2 separate regions of the Dromaius novaehollandiae genome follow, and region 2 is linked to region 1. Evidence: chromatin contacts called from public Hi-C data. All regions are on one chromosome and are shown on one strand. Each heading gives the region's core, a stretch centred on a gene start, on an enhancer-like site or on the middle of the called end of the contact. The rest is flanking DNA. Distances are from core to core; before and after follow the strand shown. Region 1 overlaps CHD2 (chromodomain helicase DNA binding protein 2). Region 2 has its middle 28 kb from the start of CHD2.

Region 1 (2,700 bases), core at 60-2,559:
ATTTCATTCCCAGTTTTCTGAGCTTTCTACTTTATCCCGAAAGTCCATTAAAAAGAGTAACTGGTGCTTGCCAGTCTCCTAAGGCAAATATTTTCTTGGTGGTAATAGTTGAGAAGGCTAAGTTAATGAAAGAGCTTTCCCTAGCTTATTTCCTGTAGGCAAAATGGAAATGGAGGAAGGGAGGGGAGAAAAAAAAAAATCTTGCTCTTCTACCTAGCAGTACCCTTACACCCTATGCATTTCTAGCTTTGCATTAATGAGCTGGCTCAAAATAGGAATTTAAGAAACTAGAACACGCTAGACACAGACAGACTCTTCATGCAGTTTAGAAGCAAGCCTCAAACTCTGAACGTGTATTTGGCCAAATGTGGGCTGGCTGACAGGGGGCAGAAATGGTCCCCAGGATTATAAGGTTGCTCCTGCCAGATATCCAACATGCCCTTCAAAGGACAGAGATTAAAAGGGGCAGGCAGAGACAGCAAAATATTTCCCCAACCTCGTTTTCTGTGATAGGTAACTTTTTTTTTCTCTGAAATTGGCAAATGAAGAGAGAGTTACCATGGAGAACATACACGTTTTCCACCCAAGATTACAAACTCTGCTTGCAAATTGTGTGTGTTAATTACATTTATACAGCAACAGAAACAGTAGAGCCACGGTGCTACTGTAACAAACAAGGGATTAGGCACTCAGCAGGTATCCTATCTAAATAACCATCTGAATTGGTTTGTGCCAGTTTCAAGTCAAACTCAAAGGACTGGAAGGGGAGGAGGTGGAGGGAAATTTGCACAGATATTCTGGCCAACATCACTGCTGTCCCCAGCGTAGAATTCCTAAATTCCAAAAGCAGAGTAAATCCTGAGCATAGAGTGAGCTAAATATATCCTTCACTGCTCTGCTGCAGCTCCCTGTAAAGCACACTGGCCTATCTTGAATGACAAGCATTTTCCAAGTTTTTTTTCCACTACAAAGACACCACACTATGCTTGCATAATAAAGCAAAACTAGCAGTTCATTCAAGATTGGGAGAGCGGGCTCTCTCACTCTCTGATCTTTGAGCCAGAGGCTGAAAATGCCTGGGATGTTTAGCAGGAGAAGGAAAAAAGAAATAAAAGAAATCCAGCACAGTGACAAAAGGAGTCAAAACCTGTCTGCTTGATTAAGGAGTGCCATTGAGAAGCTCCAAAGGCAGCACCCTTTCCCTTCCCTCCCAGTGAAAGGAAAGTACAATTGCAGTTCTCAGGACTTTGAAAAGAGCAGATCTCTCTCTCCCCAGGAATGTGGCCATGTGTTACAACGCTTTACATTCACAAACCGCTGCAGGACGACTCAGGCTTGCTCCTGCTGCTGTTCCCACTCAGGCAGCACCCACTGCTGAGAACATCCTAATAACCGCATAAAGAAAGGAGCATGTCCACACTTTGGAGGAGAATAGCACACACATTTCCGTAAGGCTGAGATAACGGGGCAGGGATTAATTCACCATGCCCCTCATCCATTCCAACTACAGCCTCTGCTTTGTCACATGGGAGCACAGCCAGGCTACAGCTCCACGGCCAGCACAAAGGGAACTCTGTACACAGTCAGCACCAGATTTCTTGTAAAGAACAAGTAGATGCTTCAGGGAGAGACTGGACTGCACTCATGAGCTAGGTTTAACTTAGCACAGAAAGAGTTTTTCCCTCTCTTTTAACATTTGCAAATTTCTTCTGAGATTTAACAGTTAAATTAAAGAAACACAGTAACATGGAAATTTGGGACCTACAATCATTAACAAAACACAAAGATAGACAAATTCCTTCCTGCTTCCAAATTACCTGAAATTCAGAAGAAGGGAACTTGACCTGGCCAGAGGATTTTATGCCAAGTGACTGTTAAAACCTGTTTTTAAACAACAGATCTAAGATTGATCATTAAGCCTTCATTCTATAGACATCACATTGCATTCAAAGCCCTGCAACTGGCATCAGCTCTGTAGTTCCTCACCAGGAAAGAGTCTAAATGGTTTCTGTAATTAATATATTAGCAATTATATTAAGCCATCCATACCTAGCAATAAAACCTGTGAGAAACCTAATTAATTACATCTTTAAGGAACTAGGTGAGCTGGAATGAGCATATTCTTCACGTTGCAACAGACCTGTTTATGGCTGGGGTAAAGGTTCATGAGCAATAAAGCATTCAGTATCGCTGCTGTGAAGTATTCAGCACTTGGCAAATATACTTCACAGAAGCCCTGCCAAGATGAAATCCCATGTGAGAAGTTACCAGCACAACACCAGAAGGGAATCCAAGTTTTTTTGTTTTTTTTTTAAACCTTACAGGCCAAGACCAGAAGAACACACATGCTATAATGTGGATGATCTCAACCACAGGTAAGTACTAAAGCAACTCATATACTGAAAATTATAATTTAGCAGCAGTGCTGCACAAGCAGTGATGTAATAAAAGCTACTGCACATTTGGAAAGACTCAGCCATATTTTGCTGCTTATAGATCCTAAAGACACTCCCTGCTCCAAGAAAAGGAGACTTTAACAGCATGACATCTACAAAAGCTTCACCACAAGTCACTAAAGACATGAGTTTTTCATCTAGTCTCTTTTGGTGTCAACTCAAGGATGCTTTAGAGAATTTAAAGGCAGTCTTTACAAGTACACCACCACCTGTGGAAAGAGCATCTTCAAATGGCATTTCAGCA
Region 2 (2,700 bases), core at 36-2,535, 36 kb after region 1:
CTTTGAAAGCAAAAGAGCCAAAAGAGCGGAGAAAGTAAATTCCAGCACTGAAGACCCTTAACAAAAATGCCCAGTAACACTTGCTGGGAATTTGATACTGAAGGGGATTCAGTCTGACTCCTGCTCCTAGCAATCTGTATGTTCTCACTTGATCAAATGAACGGTTCTGTGGTACTAGAGAGAAAGCGATCCGAGATCTTAGATCAAAACTAATACCTTGAATTCCACCTGGAAGTCAAGGCAGCCACCGCAAGCTAAAAAACATTGGTATTTTGCGTGCCTGGATCAGTCAGCCACTTTCTTCTACTAGAACCAAATACTCTGCTTAAAAACATACCTAATCCTCAACTGAAAAACTACATTTTCTCTGAACATCTCGGCTATGGTTTTATCTATGTTAAACTGGGTGCGCAGCCACGTTAAAACGCTGTTTATCTTAACCATGGACTTAGTGATATTTCTGGAGTCAAGTAACACCTTAAACATTTTCCAAGTCTCCTGGAGACAGACTTGATTTCAACCTCCCTGGGAGAACTTAGCCCCTTTTCCTCATTTTCTTTCTTGTCCTTGTTGCTGTTTTACCTTAGGATTAAAATAAAAGCCTTTGGACTGAAAGAGGGTGAAGGAGGAGCAACCTCTCGATTAAAACTAAGAGGGAACACTTAAAATAGAAACTTCCGTGACTGCAACATGTCTCTCTGCTGCGTTAGTTCTGTTTCACAAAATGGCGACTGCCTCTACAGACAGCTGCCTAAAAACGCTCGCACCCCAGGGAAAGCAGAAACGCAACTTGATTTTTTTTCGTTTCCCTTTGCCTTCATTTTTCCTCTCCTTGCATTCAGCCTCAGGGAAGCTCGACAGAGAGCCCTCTCCAAGCCATAACCTGACAAAGCCAGCAACAACAAGGGGCATGCAGGGCTCTCCTCCTCGCATGCTGTCCAGCCTTTCACATCTGCCTCAGAGGCTGCAGCTTTTGGGAAACACCCAAATTCTTCCACACCCGGTGATTTTGAAGTCCTGCGGAGCGTGGTGACTCGGTGTGGGCAGCGCAGCGCTAGCACACAGCGGCAGCAGGGCTCGTGCTACGACGCCATGTACAGGGATCGCTCGGAAAATATATCTGCTGATTCAGTGGGTATCGCTGCGATCTTGCGTTCTAGAATTTTCTCCCTCTAGTTCCCAAATATAAAGGGACTTTTGTGCTAAACCCTGAGCTGCAGTACTGACGGGATCGGTATAGCGCACCATGTGGTATTCGGTTTCTCGCTACAGTACATGTTTTTATAATGATGGGGGAAGGGAAGCTGCTCTTAAACAGCATGCCAATAATCTGTTGCAAAGGACTGGAGCTCTCAGAGCCAATTAGTCCTGAAGTTAACCATTTAATTGCTGGAAAACTCGAGTCACAAGCACAGACTCGGTAAGAATAGGGACAGAAAAGACTGGCTATCTAGTGCCTCTTGCTCTCACTGCAGATTTGTTCACTGATGTTTTTCCACACTTTTGTTTAAAGTATTTTTATTATTCAATATTAAAACTGACCACTGGAACTCTTTTGATAAATTAACTTGGGTCAGTGTGCAAAGGCAGGACAGCTAGCTCCAGAAGGAATGCACACTTCCAACAAAGGCTGCATGTGTTTTAGGATCTATCCCAGCTTGTGGTGGAACCTGTGAAAGCCACCTTCGGGAGAAATATTTTCAGTAAGAAGTTTGGGTGGGTACAAGTCAATACCACGCTCCCTTTTCCTGGGAATGAGAAGCTGGTGCAGACCACCACAAGGGTGGGAACAGGCAGGGTGCTGCCATGGCAGAGGGAACCGGGAACTGGGCTCTGGACTGCTCCACTATGTCCTGCCTGCAGCCTCTCCTGGCAGGGCTGCTACAGCATCTCCGTTACCAGGTTAAAATGCACATGTGGTAAACCCTAAGAAAGTGATGGCATGGTCCATCTCCCTCCAAACATGTACATCTTCATAATCCTTGGACTGCACCCAGGCACAAAGGTGTACTTCAGACCTTCCTGCACCAGTTTTGATGTTCTGACCTCTTAACTGCATTAGAGTAAGGGGAAAAAAATAGTTCTTTTCTATATTCCACAGTTTAATTCATCCTAAATGTTTAAGGCCTGAGGCAGGCCAGATCATGGCTTGTGCACTGCTGAACAAGACGATGCATTGGGAATTCCCCTTCTTTGGTCCCTTTTTTACAGGGACCAGTCTTGATATGGTCAGGGAGTACAGACAAATGGGGTCCTAAAGCAGAGCAACAGAAGCAGGCTCCCACTCAACACGGCAGGCTGGTAAGCCCATTTTTGTATTCCATGATGTACAAGAGGATGTTGAATCACACTTTCATGGAAGCCAGCAAGATCAGCAGAGTGTTTATATGGAACGATGAAGTGCTCTAACATACCCAAAGCAGGCTCTCCACCCGGGCTCATCAGCCCTAGCAAGAAGCAGAGTTTATTAGCTTGGGGAAAAGACCATACTAGTGCTGCAGGACTACTTCCAGCCCTGATCAAGCACTGGAATGCACAGGAAGGACATATTCCTACAACACTAGCTTCTCTCAAGGATGAAAATGAGATCAAATCTCCCTCCTTGCCATGGATAAGGTACAGCACTTGTGGAAGGTGCATGCTGCTCCTTTTGAAGGGTAGCAGGATTGGCACTGTAACACATCTCATTTCTAAGCTCAG

What was found. Hi-C and Micro-C count contacts between places; a contact is called where the count stands out from the background.
Region 2: a Hi-C map of brain shows a contact between it and region 1, with 2.8 times the contacts expected there. The contact joins two enhancer-like sites. A contact is called at or near these places in 3 of 4 Hi-C or Micro-C datasets (brain, liver and ovary).

Annotation. Positions count from the first base shown.
Region 1 is chr10:7,334,427-7,337,126 of bDroNov1.hap1, forward strand. The region is part of intron 2 of CHD2 (chromodomain helicase DNA binding protein 2); the gene reads right to left. Among named protein-coding and RNA genes, the nearest start is that of CHD2, 8.4 kb to the right of the region's middle. Within about 2 kb of position 1,310, at least 2 of the 2 cell types and tissues checked have open chromatin away from gene starts, as enhancers often do.
Region 2 is chr10:7,370,801-7,373,500 of bDroNov1.hap1, forward strand. No RefSeq gene overlaps it. Among named protein-coding and RNA genes, the nearest start is that of CHD2, 28 kb to the left of the region's middle. Within about 2 kb of position 1,286, at least 2 of the 2 cell types and tissues checked have open chromatin away from gene starts, as enhancers often do.